Linked DNA regions of Rattus norvegicus: region 2 is linked to region 1. Evidence: chromatin contacts called from public Hi-C data. All regions are on one chromosome and are shown on one strand. Each heading gives the region's core, a stretch centred on a gene start, on an enhancer-like site or on the middle of the called end of the contact. The rest is flanking DNA. Distances are from core to core; before and after follow the strand shown.

Region 1 (7,322 bases), core at 1,111-3,610:
GAGACCTGAGAGATGTACTCACCTGAGCTAGGGTTGGAGTGAGGAAGTGAGGGAGAGAGAGAGGTGTTCCCTGCCTTCTTCTCAGAAGAAATCCTTTTGGGAGAAGTTTAGGGAAAGTTAGTAAACAAATTCCCAGTGGCTTCAGGGCTATTATCTTGGCTTTTCATGACTTTTAATTTACCCTGTGGGACACCTAGCGACCCATCCCATAGAGAAATGTCAGATCTGAAGGCCTGGTTTTCACAAACGACTACACGTTAACTTAAAATAAGGGGAGCTCAGAGGAAGATCACTTGCTTCTCAGGCTCTGGGCCCCCGTCTCAGCATCCCCTCCTCTCTCAAAAATCACACACGCTCACACACGCGCACACACGCGCTCTCACACACACACACACACACACACACACACACACACACATACACACTCTAAATGTACTTTAAAACAAAACACTCAGTGGGCATCTGATGCCTCTGACCCCTACTAAAGGAGTTAAACAGATGGTGTACATATACTCTGGCTTGCAGACACACATTGGATGGATGGATGGATGGATGGATGGATGGATGGATGGATGGATGGTGAATGGATAGATAGATTACATACATACATACATACATACATACATACATACATACATACATACATACATACAATCTTTGAAAAACAAAAATATTTTCTGTATATGAGCTTTTGAGTATTAAAGGTTGTCTCCTGGGAGCGATATACGTGGTAGACCCAGACTCAGTTGCCCGGATGTAGCCAATACTCTTTCCTTTGGCAGCAGCCACCTTAGAGACTTCCTAAGGGTCCTGACTTGATGAAAGACAAGATGTGATTTTCATACTGTTTGTAGATGATGATCCGTTTAAGTCTTGCTGATGAATCTATGGATTCTCTAAGCTGCTTGAAGTAGACAAGCCACGTTTCAGTCTTCCCTACCCAGCTATCATGAGCTCATCCTCCTAGCCACTGCAAGAACTCTGCGGTCCCAGGCAGGCATCCCATGTCTTGGTCCTGGAGTTTGGCCCTCAGAGTAAATGCTATGAGGAGTGGGATTTGGGAGGCGTGGCCTTGGCCCTTAAAGTGCCTGTATCTTTCAGTGTCTCATCATTGGAGCTGGCCCCTGTGGTCTCCGCACGGCCATCGACCTGTCCTTGTTGGGAGCCAAGGTGGTGGTTATTGAAAAGCGAGATGCCTTCTCCCGCAACAATGTCTTACATCTCTGGCCTTTCACCATACATGATCTTCGAGGTCTGGGCGCCAAGAAATTCTACGGCAAGTTCTGTGCCGGAGCCATCGACCACATCAGTGAGTAACAGCAGCTCTTCCTGCTTCCCTTGTTCAGGAGTTAGATGAGGGATTCCGCCCATCCGGAATTCCCACCTGCCATCTTTGTCTATAACCTGGCTTCTTAACCCCAAGTGGGGTTAAGAAAAACTCTTGTCAAGAAGGAGTTAAAATTTGATTTAAAGAATCTGTAGTTGGGGCCAGATATCGTGGCTCATGCTTTTAATAATCCCAGCTCTCAGGAGGCAGATACAGACAGATTCTGAGTTGAAGGCCAGCCTGTTCTACTTTTTATAATAAGAATCCTGTTAAGAATTCTTCCAAGACAGTCAGGACTACACAGAGAAACTACAGATATTTGGCTGGGTCTTGGGCTCTTGCTGAGTACCCACGGTATATGCAATGCAGTGGAGGGGAAGGGCGGACATTGAGAATAAGGTGGACAGTGTGGATTTGACCCTCTGATGGCTCTTAGTTCAGAGGAAGAAGTGCACAGGCTTTGGGGTTACATTGTGATCCTGCACACCCTCTACAGTGCCATGGGGACACAGAGCAGGCAAACAATGCCATGGGGACAGACCTGGGAAACCATACACATAAAATTGAGAGTCCTGGCCTGGACACATGTGCCAGGTCCACAGTGCGAGTCTGTGTGACGAGTGAACTCAGGACCTTGTGTTTGTCTAAGATGGTCCTGTTTTCGTGACTGCAAGTGCTCAAACTGAAACCAGTTTGGAACAGCATCAGTCTCATCAAGCTAGAAAAAAATCTTTTTCCTGTCATCAATTAGTCAGGGAAATGTCAGTAAGGAGCATTTGTTCTGAGCTCCTCCATATGTGACCTGGAAATACACTCAGCCATTAGACCTTTTTTGCCGTTTGAAGTGGTCACACCGATTTATCCAACACTAGCTGGCGGCTGCCACATTCCACTGGCAAGAAGGAGCGCTCAGCCCATCTGCCAGGCTGTAATTTGTAAAGCGTCTCAGAACCCACAGTTGTCTACAGAAATAAAGTGTGTGCTGGCTCGGGTCTCAGCCGGCCTTTGGGAGTGTGACTCAGAAGGGCCAGGATATGGTCAGCTGAGGAGAATAGTAACCAGGGTGACTTAGCAGGGGATTGGCAAGTGCTCCTAGCTCGTTAGTCACAGGCTGCAGGTAAAGTTGGCCTTAAGAGAGGACCAAGGGTGGTTGACTCATTGGATTTGTAGTCCTTATCCGTGGCCAGATTTATTTTAGGGCAGACAGTATCTCAGATCAGGGACAGGATTTCTGTCCCTCCGTTACCGGGTATTGATTCCAGATCTGGTAGGGACCCATTAGACACCAATTATGTTTATTACTGTAACAATGAACAAGAGTGTCAGTCCCTTTGGTCCTCAGTCTCCATAACTGTAAGTCACTGGTGTAAGTCACAGGGTGGGGTTGTGATTTCTTTTGTGCATCTGGTGTGAGGTCAGAAGGCAGACACTAGCATCTTACCCGTGGCACACCTCTCCTGTGGCTTGCAGTACTAAGGTGCCTCTGAAGTCCGTGGACACCGCTATAACAGTGGCTCTCACTGGACCCAGGAAATAGAAGTGTGATTCTCCTTGGCCACAGTTCTGTGCCGTCTCTGTAGTCGCGTCAGGATGTTCAGAATACCCAGCTCCTGAAGCGGGGTGGCGTAGTGTATCCAGAATGTTTCTCCCACTGTTTGATGTTTACGGTGTGGAGAAAGAAATGAGAACTTGTGAGCCATGTCTCTGCTGTGCCAGCCTTTGGGAACCTAAGCGGAGGTGGATGGGTGGGTGCCTTAGGGTAAGCATCACAGGGCTCTCCCCTCCCCATCCCCTTGCCCTCACCTTCGAGATCTCTGTGTTTTCCTAGGTATCCGTCAGCTCCAGCTAATCCTCCTGAAGGTAGCCTTGATCTTGGGCATTGAAATTCATGTCAATGTGGAATTCCAAGGACTTGTCCAGCCTCCCGAGGACCAAGAGAACGAACGTGGGTCCCACTGGACGGGGTGGGGGTTGGGGGACACTGAGTGGGTGAGCATAGCTGAGATCATGGGAGGAGCCAGAAGGACTTGCAGGTGGTTTCAGCACTGACTAAAAGGGTCTTTGTTCAGGCAGCCTGGGCTTTTCTGGACTTTTGGGTTACCTAAGAGGCCTTTGGCACAGTATTGGGTGTGGCGGGCATTTGTATTATAAAAAATTCGAAGGTAAGGAAAGTCTTTGTGAGCTCTTGTCACAGTTTTCTGCCTGAGGCTGCCCCTTGTTCTGTTTCACGTAGTAAGTACCGTGGGTTGGAATTTGGTGAAGTCTTGGTGTCTGGGTATGACCTAGCCTTGGTTATGACCTTCATTTTGCTTTGGTCCACAGGGATAGGGTGGCGAGCATTGGTGCACCCCAAAACTCATCCTGTATCAGAATATGAATTTGAAGTGATCATCGGTGGGGATGGACGTAGGAACACGTTGGAAGGTACTGGCTTTTGCCTACTCTCCTTTGCCTGGCTTTTCACAGATTGGAGGCTTACCCGTCCTAGAGACCACACCCCTAAGAAATTGCAAGCATGTTGCCCAGTCAGTGCCTGCAAGGGTATTTCCCACAGGACACTAGGACATGAGCTTAAAGATGTCCGTGCTACAGCTTTTAGTGTATGCACAGATGTGACTGGCACACAGCACCCCGCCACGTTAAGGGTAACCTTTAGTACTGAGTAATAATCTGGTCGTTTGGATTTCATGTTGTCCCTAATAATGGGCAGGCCTTCCTGTGTGGATTTCACATTGTTCCTGATAATGGGAGGGACTTCCTGTGTGGATTACCTGTTGTCTATGATAATGGGAGGGACTTCCTGTGTGGATTTCACATTGTTCCTGATAATGGGTGGGACTTACTGCATGTGTTGTTTCATTCCCGTTAGGTGAGCGGCCTACTTTTCCCTGACTCTGGCCCCCCATATTCTCTCATTCGAAGACCGAATCCCTTCTGTCTCTCCCTGTAGGATTTCGTCGAAAAGAATTCCGTGGCAAGCTAGCCATCGCCATTACGGCTAATTTTATCAACCGCAACACAACCGCAGAGGCCAAAGTGGAGGAGATCAGTGGGGTGGCTTTTATATTTAACCAAAAGTTTTTCCAAGAGCTGAGAGAAGCCACAGGTTGGTGTCAGTGCCTCCAGAGCCCAGGGGTTGTGGGCGTGGGTGTCCTTGGATGTCACGGCTGGGTCTTTTGTGGGCTGTTCTTTAGTGGTGCCTGCCCTGGCTTTTAGCACGCTTCCATACTACTGCCGCCCTGTGTTAGTCCTCAGCACAGTGACCGGGCCGCTCTGGAATTGATTTTGTTTGTTTTGCCTTCTGCCAACTCATCCCCAGCCCCTTCCCCCTACCTACCACACAAGCCAGGATGTATGGTTCCTGCTGGATGGGCAGGCTGCTCACTGGCAGCTCTGGTTGTGTTGACGGCCTGACCTTTGGTATCACTGTTGGCCTTCCCTGAGGTCATCACCAGCAACCATTGCTAGTCAGGAATGGGTGACTGTTTTCTCATGGATTCAGTTAGCTGTAGATAGAGATTTTTTGCTGCAGTAAAACAGAAAAGTATCTTCTTTCTGTTTTCTAGAGCTTGGTTTCTTTCCATTCAATGTATCTTTCAGGTTAACTGAATAAAAATTCATTATTTGTCCGTCTGAATTTAGGCGTCTATCCTGTTAGAAATCTAGGAACTTCCTCAAGCACCCTTGATTATCACAGAGGCTTCACCTGGTTAAACAACCCATCCTCCCCCCTTGGAGATCGGCCTCTCGTTTGTCGTGCTTTTCCCATCCTGGTGTTTTTGTTCACTAATGGTCATCATCGATACGTAGTGAGTTATTGGACAGCATAAAAGAAGTTCCATGCAGGAAGTGAGGGTCTGAGCCTGGACGGCTTTCTTGCCTGGTGCTCTGCAGCCCTTTCCGAGAGACCCAGGCCCAGCGTTGTACGGATCTCCTGACGCTCCAGTCCCCGTGAATTCTCACACGTCTATCTTCTGGTTGCAGGTATCGACTTAGAGAACATCGTCTACTACAAAGATGACACGCACTACTTTGTCATGACGGCCAAAAAGCAGAGTTTGCTGGACAAAGGGGTGATACTGCATGTGAGCAATGGATTCCTTTCGGGCACCATTTTTTGTTGGACTTCTTGATATGATCACGAGAAGAAATTTATATTCTGATGGGTTTTTTTTTTCTTTCTTCCCCTGTAAGGGAATAAAAATGGCACTGAACACATCTGGAAACCGACGCTCCTTATTAGTTTAACTTAGAAGTATTCTTATTATGAAGAGCTGAAACTATAAACAGGAGGAGGAGAGTAGAAAGGGCCTTCGTGGCCATGATTATGATTGGCTCTGACGGTTACCAACATGGCCAATATTTTTTGAATAAGCCCAACCTCTTCCTCTCTGCCCTCTCCTGCTTGGAGACTGTTTTAAAACAGCAGGAAACTTTCATGTCATGTATAATTAGCCCGTTTGACTTTAGGTAACCTGATGTACAGTTATAGCCAATCGCATAACCAAGTCTTTCACATTGCTAGCCAAGAACCTCTGCCACGAGCTACCTTCCTAGACTCTTCTTATAAAAGAACTATTTGTTTTGAGACAAGCTCTTACTAAGTAAGTGGCTCTGTCTGGCCTTGAAATAGCTCCGTAGCCCAGGCAAGCCTTGAACATGTAGCCTCTGAGTAGCTAAGACTGTATGCCAGCCCAACCAGGCCCTGCCTTAGTAGGTCCTCTTTTGGAGGGCTGAGTGTTGAATCAAGAAGCAACACTTGGAGTTTACAACATCCTGACAGAGACTTGGTTTTGGCTCAAATGTAGGTACTAGAGGTCCAGAGAACACTGACCTGAGCAGATTGGGGTATATTCAAGGCTTTTTCTAGTTGACAGCAAAGGCCTGGTGTCTGCCCTTAGCCAGTTCCAGCTCGGCCCCTTTTCCGGGTGATGAATTGTATGATATGCCCCGAGCTGAAGATGTGAAACCTACATCACAGGCTGGTTCCGTAAGGACCGTGGCTGTCTCTCACTTGCTCTCACAGATCGGGATGTGAGAAAGGACCGTCTCCACGCAATGAGTGGATAGAAGAGGCCTCAAATGTGCTGACCTGGCCCCGTGCAGTTCCCACCAGCCTCAGAGCTGATTCTTAGGGAGCCCTTTGTGTCTGCAGGATGGTGGCACATCAGGCCTCTTAGAATGAGTCACACTACCGCTTTATCTAGAGCAGACTGGAGAGAGGGCTGACAAGCACGCGCTTTCGACACAAAGTCTCCTTTCCACTCGAGCGAGCGTTGTGTCTGCGTCTCAGCATGGTAACCCCCGTGGTACGTAGGGAGCAGCAAGACAAGGCTCTTGGTACGGAGTACCCTGCCAAACAAAAGCTTCACACAGCTACTTCATTATCTGGGGCTCTTCTGTTGCCATTTTTACAACCGGCGGGATGCCCGAGGTCTGAGTGAAGACTCAAACCAGCCATCCACGCAGAGCTAAGTTTTCAGTTAAAGCTGAATAAGAACAACCCAGGATGCAGAGGTCTGATTTGCTTTGCCCCTGTATTTTGTAGTGAAGTGCCTCCTCCTGCTAAATACCGAAGTCACTGTGGCCACTTCACATTGAACTATCAGTATCTCCTTGACCATCTTCACTCTCTGTGCTTTGGCTTTTGACAGCTTCTAGTTGTAGCGGAGTCCTGTTAGGGGCACCTGGAACCTACTGCCCCCTCCTTAGGGACGCATATTTGACTGCATGGAGAGCCCATTTTGCGTCATGATCCTTTTTGTTTGCTGGTGGATTTCCATAGAGCCTTGCAGAATCCTCTGTGTGGTTTAGGAATCATACATTTTATTCATTTTGAGCCCGGCCCTTCTCACCTTCTGGACCTGCTCTTGCTCCACACCGCACTCCTCTTTGCAGTCAAACCTTCAGGTTTCCATTCGGGCGTGATACGTCCGAATTTCTTGCTGTCAAAAGCTATCAGACCCCCCCCCCCCGCCAGATTAAAGGGATCATG
Region 2 (7,570 bases), core at 2,866-5,365, 72 kb before region 1:
GTGGTGGGAGCTTTCCCTCTTCTGCAGACCTAAGCTCATTGCTCACGCCACAGCCCCTGAACTCTTCAGCACACACTCTGCTGTTCTGTATTTCTTCCCTCCTTGCTTGCTGCTTACGCCTGCTGCCGACTTGTTACATGTTGTAAAAGGACTGTGAGGGAGTGGGAGATTGCAGTGGACAGGGCGTATGCTTTGGAAAACCGGGCTCCATTTATTTTTGGAGGCCTCAGGGACAGAACCCAAGGCAATTCATATGCTATGTGATTATTCTGCCACCGAGTTAGGGCCCAAAGCTCTGGTTTGTCTCAGGCAGGATCTCGGAATGTACACCAGTCTGACCTGGGACTTGCAATCCTCCTGCCTCTGCCTCCCAAGTAGACAGCCTTCTTAACCTTGGCCAAGCTGCTGTGCTTCGTGAGCTGTGGTTTCTTTCTTCCTTGTGTAGACAAACTTTTGCCAGTCCTCCACACAGTCTTGTTTTGATGACATTGCAAGCATAGAAACTGTTTTGAAATTATCTCTCTCCTCCCCTCCCCTGCTCTGCTCTATTCTCCCTGCTCTGCTCTCTCCTCCCCTCCCCTGCTCTGCTCTATTCTCCCTGCTCTGCTCTCCCCTCCCCTGCTCTGCTCTATTCTCCCTGCTCTGCTCTCCCCTCCCCTGCTCTGCTCTATTCTCCCTGCTCTGCTCTCCCCTCCCCTGCTCTGCTCTATTCTCCCTGCTCTGCCCTCCCCTCCCCTGCCCTCCCCTCCCCTGCCCTCCCCTGCTCTGCTCTCCCCTCCCCTGCCCTCCTCTGCTCTGCTCTCCCCTCCCCTGCTCTGCTTTCCCCTCCCCTGCTCTCCTCTCTCTGCTCTACTCTCCCCTCCCCTGCTCTGCTCTCCTCTCCCTGCTCTGCTCTCCCCTCCCCTGCTCTGCTCTTCCCTCCCCTGCTCTCCCCTCTCCTGCTCTATTCTCCCCTCCCCTGCTCTGCTCTTCCCTCCCCTGCTCTCCCCTCTCCTGCTCTGCTTTCCCCTCCCCTGCTCTCCCCTCCCCTCCCCTGCTCTGCTCTCCCCTCCCCTGCTCTGCTCTCCCCTCCCCTGCTCTGCTCTCCCCTCCCCTGCTCTGCTCTCCCCTCCCCTGCTCTGCTCTGCTCTCCCCTCCCCTGCTCTGCTCTCCTCTCCCTGCTCTGCTCTCCCCTCCCCTGCTCTGCTCTCCCCTCCCCTGCTCTGCTTTCCCCTCCCCTGCTCTGCTCTCCCCTCCCTTACTCTGCTCTGCTCTCCCCTCCCCTGCTCTCCCCTCTCCTGCTCTGCTCTCCCTTCCCCTGCTCCTTTTTTCTGCTCTCCTTTCCTCTCCTCTGGTCCCCCTCCCCTCCCCTCCTCTTTCCCCTCCTTCCTTCCCCTCTCCTTTCCTCCCTTCCTCTGCTCTCCCCTCCTCTCTCCTCTCCACTCCTCCTCCCCTCTCTTCTCCTTTTCCCACCTTTGCTTCCTTTTCTCTTTTTCTTTTCTCTCCCTTTCCCTTTCCTTTGCTGAAGATCAAACCTGAGGTTTCAAGCAAGCTAAAGCTCACTCTACCACAGGGCCCCCAGCCTGACTTCATCTTTTATTGACATGGAGTAGATTTATGAAAACTAGGAGACAGCATTTGTCACAGTTTGCTTGTGACCTCTGTGATAAAACATCGTGACCAAAAGCAACTTTGAGGAAAGTGTTTATCTCAGCTTCTAGGTGTGGTCCACCATGAAGGGAAGTCAGGGCAGGGGCTGATGCAGAGGCCATGGAGGGGCCCTGCTTACTGGCTTGTCTCCGTGTTGCTCAGCCTGCTTTCTTACACACCCCAGGACCACCTGCCCAGGGGTGGCACTGCCCACAATTGCCTTGGCCCTCATAGCAATTGTTGATCAAGAAAATGCCTCAGGAAGTAGCCTACAGGTCAATCTGATGGGAGGTAATTCCTCAGTGGAGACTCCCTCTTCCCAAACACCCCTGGCACACATCAGGCTAACAAACAAAACAAAAATCCTCCCCACCCCCGGCACAGTGCTGTACAGCAGGATTATAGGGTGGTCCTAGGGCCAGGCCTCTTTGTCTGGGCCCTTGTACAGATTAGCTTCTTCACACGCTTTTCCCCTCTCAGCTATGAATAGAAGTAATGCCCTTCATAGCATTAATCTGAGGTTGTAATGAGAAGACACACATAACCCTCTCCCAACAGAACTGATATACTGTGTTTAGTCAGCTTCTTCACAGTTATGAGAAACATCTCTGACTTAAACAGTTTAAGGGAGGAATTCTTTTAATTCGTGATTTCCATCTTCGGTTCCCGGCTCTGTTGACTTGGGGCCCCAGCAACAGGAATCCGGCAGGAACAGCATGGCAGTAGGAAGCCTCGGACCTCGTGGAGGATAGGAAGCAGAAGGACAGTCAGGAAGAGGCCAGGGGACAAGATAACTCCTAATGACCTACTTCAGCCCGTCAGGCCCCACCTCCTAAAGTTTCCAGCACCTCCCAAAATAGCAAGCCAGCTGGGGGCCGAGCATCAAACCCATGAGCCTTTCTGAAGGACACTACTTATCTAAATCATAACAGTTCATAAGCACGGACAGCAGCTGCTGCTGGATCCTGGGGACAGAGAGGAGTGCATGTAGGGGCATAAAGTACAGAAATTTAGGGTCACAGGGGCACAAGGTAGAAATGGGAGCTCTCCGTTGTCAATAGCTACAGGTTAGAAGAGCTCCATAGCAGATTCGAACTTTCTCCGTGTCCCTGGACAATAGCTTGGAAGATGGGTTGTCTGGCTACAAGAGGAACTCTCAGGAAAAGCATCCGGAATATCTTACGGTTTGGAAGCCAAGGAGTGCAAGCTGAAATTTTCTGAAAGTAGAGGGAGGGCCTGTGAATTTGATTTCCCAGAACCCGTGGCGGGAGAGAACTGATTCCTAAAAGTTGTCCTCTGACCTTCACGCGTGCCCTCCAGCGCCACACAACACTCCGTGCAAACGGAGTGGAATTTGTCTGAACCAGTCTGGCTTCCTGGACTAAGGGGAAGATGACCAGGCCTTTAGAGACGTTTGTTGATCTTCAGCTAGACATGGAAGGTGACTGAAGGGGAAAAAAAAACAAAAAACAAAAACCAAAAAACAAAAAGCAAGGGGACCCCTGCATAGTTGAGTGGTTTGTACAGACTTCAGCCAGGAACAGACTTATTCAGCCCGTGGGATTTGTTGAAGACTGGAATCCTGCACAGTCCGGCAGTTCAGTGAAGAAATTAACTGAGGCTTCTTCTGACTCTGGGAGACGCAGACGTAGGATGATCTCCACACCCTGGTAGGAAGAATAATGCTCCTTTACATATGAAAAAACCTTGAAAGACTATTCAGTCTGTTTGTACAGAAGTGTTGGTAGAAAGTCTACCTGCTTTCAACCACAGTTCCTTAAGATGCCCGGAACTGAAGAGATTAATCTCTCGAAAAAGACGAGGAAGGCTTTCTAGAGGTCAAGCGTGGTCTAATAACCTCATCGGATTGAAAAAGGAAACTGAGGCAGAGAGTTGGAGTTATCCATTCAAAGTCACATGGACATATAGACCCAATTCTCAGAAGTTTTCGATAGCTACTACCCCCTAAGTCGGAGACTTCCCTACTTTGTCTCATCTGGATAAGATCAGGAAGAAAATTCTAGCTTTGTTTTTGTGGCAGCTTCTGAGGGCAACAAACAAGTCCCCTTTAAGGATGTCCTCCCGTCGCGGGTCTGGCCGGCTTTGATATGCCCCTGGTGTTATCCCGTTGGCCCTTTTGTGTAGCTTCTCTCCCCTTCCAAGATTCCCAGCCAATCACCTCGTTCCTCTCCTACACCATTGGGCTTTCAGGAATATACCATATGGTCCATACCGAGGGGGGAGAGAGCAAGTAGGAGGGACTGGCGGCTATGCATTTCTTTACCTTCTGCTTGTGACCTGTGAGATTATGAAAGGATCAACCCTAGAGTGACAACCGGGTCTCAGAGAACGAGGAGCAGGAGTGAGCTGCGGGAGCACTGAGAAAGTGCGCCCCCGTTGGGGTCGGTGGTCCAGCCTAGAGGGCCGCAGCCCCCGCCCTCCCATGTGCTGGCCCCGCCCCGGCGGCGCCGCTCCTGCCGCCGCTAGTGCTGCTGCTGCCGCGCCGGACGCTGCGGGCTAGCGCGCGGGGGCTGCGGCTGCGTGTCCCGGCGCGCGGCTGGGTGGCCCCGCCGGCCACGAGGACACAGCAGCATGAAGCAGAGGTGAGCCCTGTGCTCTCGGGGAGCAGCCACATCCCGCCTACGCTGCGCCTCGGTGTGCCGGGGATCGGCGGCTGGCCCACGGGCGGCTTTGGCGCGGGTGGCCGCGGCGCCCTGATGCGTGGCTGGACACGTCCCACTGGGGCAGCTCCGGGGTCCCGGCCCGCCCCGTGCCTTGTGCCTCCCTCTGGTGGACGCGTGCGTCCGGAACGCTGGCGGAGCTGTGGCTCTGGCGAGGAAGCCCCTGTGCGCTTCCCGCTCTACCGGGCCCGTGTCCGGGTCCCTGACCTCCAGGAGTCGGGTGCTAGGTCAGGTCGCGCCCTGGGAGAACTCCAGAGAGCTGTCTGGCTAGTAGGAAAGGGACTGAGCGGCTTGGACTGGGTGTGCCCCAAGAGGCTTTGTAGGGTCCTGGGGAGTGGGGCTGCGCTCCCCGTTGTCCCTAGTCTGGAGCCCAGCAGGCGCAGTGTGTAGGTTGCTGTTATGGCAGGTGGCCATGACAGAGAACTCTTGACATTTCCGTCTGGTGGTAGACTGAGTCGGGTACCGGGAGCCACGGAGGCTTCTTATCTCAGCGCCCCCCCCCCCCCAACTGCCTTACAAAGTGACAACACTGTTGGAGGTACCCATGGCACGCTAGACATCACCAGCTTAAGAATAACCTTGGAGAGCCCTACCCAGATATGGGCTTGTCTGGTGTTTTCAGACAGCCGGCGTGATGGCCGATTGCAGGTTTCTGGTATCTCTGCTTGGCAAGCATCGGCATCATCCAGCTCTTTCACAATTGTTGCTGGGAAAAAGGGGTCCTTCAGGAGCCTCGGCGCAATTGGGAGCGTGGGTCAGCTTTGTATCTTGGCTGACTTTTTTCTGTACCCCTCCCCCCTCCCCCCATCCCGAGTCTGGAGACAGAAAGTTATTTCCAAGAATACACACCACATCCGTATTGCTTTGATTTAGGTGTTTAACTCAGGCATTAATTATGGCTTGTGTGAAACGGATTAATGCTGAGCAATGGAGATCGTTAGAGATTGTGGGGTCTTTTGTTTGTTTGTTTTGTTTATTTAAAGTGTGCCGTGGGTGGAAGGAGAGACTAGCATTTGAATACCAGTGCATCCGAGTGTGTTTGACACAGTCGCTTAGGTTGGTGGTGAGAGAGAGTGAGATTTTATGAGGAAGAAAGACCTCTTACAGATTGCCGTTCCAGCAGGAATAAGTTCACTTATGATCTAGCCACAAAGGATGCTGCTCATTGAGGCCGCCTTCTGTGAGCACATCTCCCAAGGGCCTTGAAGAGAATATCATAAATTCCGTATTTGATTGCCACATGCACTCAAGTCAGTTATTTTAGCCTTCCAGTGAGCCTTTCTTAGGCTCGAGGTTGTAAAAGTGTTAGACTGTCTTTTAGTGGTGTACTAATAGCACGTGTTGATTTCAGAATTATAGCTAAGACAGTTCAGCTGGTTCTGCAAAGAATGGCTTAGAACTTGGACCAGGTTCCTCAGCTAGAGTGCTCACTTTTGAAAAGGCTAAAACCCGGTTGTATCGTGAGGTTTCTAGGTGTGGGAGAGAGAATGGGCTTTGGAAATAATGTGGGAAAAGTGCTTTGAACAGTGGGATGGAGTTGGGCCTCTGGTGCCCCTCCCCCTAACTAGGAGGCCAGCTCTTCCCCTCCCACTTTTTAGCTTCCTAGACATTTTAGTAGGGGGTATACGGAAACACTTCTGCATTGGGAGAAGTTAAACAAGGAAAATTGAGGTTTTTTCCACCTGTCTCATGCATTTTCTTGGTTTTGTTTGTCTTTTGTTTTTTATTTTTATTTTTTAAGACAGGTTTTCTTTGTGTAGCCCTGCCTGTCCTAGAACCCAGTCTGTAGATCAAGCTGGCCTGGAACTCAAGGAGATCCACTCACCTCTGCCTCCTGAGTGCTGAAATTAAAGGCTTGCGCCACCACTGCCTGGCTTGGTGGTTGTTTTCTTTAGAGATAGGATCTCTTTGTGTGTATTCCAGTCTGAACTTGCTGAGTAACCCAGGCTGGCTCCTTTTATTTATTTATTTATTTTTCGCATAGGGGGTCTTGTATATTTTGGGCTAACCTCGGACTCCCTGTGTAGCCAAGGATGACCAACTTGATCATGCTTTGTGGCAAGTGAGCTCCTGATCCTCCTGCGTCTCGGTCATGAGCGCAGAGATCATAGGTGTGACCAGTGTACCTACCCAGCAGTATGTTGCACTTTATATGTTTATTTTTACTTAAAGGTATGCATGTGAGTGTGTCTGTGAGTGCCCATATGTGTGCAGGTTCCCTTGGAGGTCAGGAGGGGTCATCAGATCTCTGGAACTGGAGCTACGGATGATTGTGAGTTGTCTGACATGGGTGCTGAACCTTCAGGCTCCTGGAAGAATAGTGCTCTTAACCACTGAGCCATCTCTCCAGATCTAGGGCTGCACTGTGAAAGGCAGGATGGTGCCTATTCTAGAAGAGGTGCTACCACTGGGTAGGAGAGCTTTCTTCGATCTGTTGATTGCTCTTATAGGTGAGGATTTTACTCCACGGATTGACATGTCCAAGTGGAACTAGAATCATGACTTGATTTTTTTTTTCCGACACTGACATCTGAGAAGTCGCCAGGATGACTGAAGCTGGACCAGCAGGCAGGAGTAGCCGCTTAGCTTTCGTGGACTCTGCTCTGGGCTCGGCAAGGAGCCACCGCTTGCCTCCTCCCTTCTTGCAACTGGTTGTATGAGCAGATTAAAAGGCTATCAGAGCTAATGTACTTGGAAGAATAAGAACCATCATTGGTTTGTTTATGTTGCGTGATAGTGGGTGTGACATTTTTACAGAAGCAGACTCTGGATTTGGTCACTTCTTTTTCTTTGACAAGGTGAACTTCCTTTTTCTCACCGATTGATCTTCTTTGGAGGCAGGTGCCTGGGCCTCAGCTAGGCTCACCATTGAGCCACACCCCCAACCCAGTGACATTGATTCTTATTTGCCTGTAATGCAGTCAAATTATATAGTACGGTGTTTCCCCAATTTGAAGAAGCAGAAGTGACGTGATTGGCTCTGAGTACACAACCATTGATCCTTGTGTTGGATTTTTTTCCGTCTCGTATTCCATTGACACCTTTGGAGGAAACCACTGAACCACACCCCTCTTGTTCTTGTTCTTGTGCTGAAGGATTTAGGGCAGACCACTGTACTTTTCCGAATTCTGGTAAGCAATGTCACCGTTCTTTGATTGCCAGTCAGTGCCTCAGCACCTGGGCTAGGTGCCTGTCATCTGTTTTCTCCTCATAGGCGTGTTTAACTCATCTTCCCTGTTTCCTATATGACACACTAGCAT

What was found. A called contact is a pair of places that touch in the nucleus more often than the background predicts.
Region 2: a Hi-C map of mammary epithelial cells shows a contact between it and region 1, with 2.6 times the contacts expected there. The contact joins the promoter of Mical3 here to the enhancer-like site in region 1. A contact is called at or near these places in 7 of 12 Hi-C or Micro-C datasets (frontal cortex, kidney, liver and 3 more) and 1 of 1 datasets of contacts at active chromatin or transcription factors (oligodendrocytes).

What each region holds. Positions count from the first base shown.
Region 1 is chr4:155,928,194-155,935,515 of GRCr8, reverse strand. Mical3 (microtubule associated monooxygenase, calponin and LIM domain containing 3) reads left to right here. Exons shown (of 32, transcript NM_001415882.1): 3 at 1,102-1,309; 4 at 3,156-3,272; 5 at 3,650-3,751; 6 at 4,278-4,433; 7 at 5,312-5,412. Among named protein-coding and RNA genes, the nearest start is that of Mical3, 73 kb to the left of the region's middle. Within about 2 kb of position 2,360, at least 19 of the 93 cell types and tissues checked have an H3K27ac peak or open chromatin away from gene starts, as enhancers often do.
Region 2 is chr4:156,001,783-156,009,352 of GRCr8, reverse strand. It overlaps Mical3 (microtubule associated monooxygenase, calponin and LIM domain containing 3), which reads left to right and starts at 4,115. Exons shown (of 32, transcript NM_001415882.1): 1 at 4,115-4,232. LOC134486633 (a long non-coding RNA gene) reads right to left here and starts at 3,939. Exons shown (of 2, transcript XR_010065917.1): 1 at 3,616-3,939; 2 at 2,251-3,296.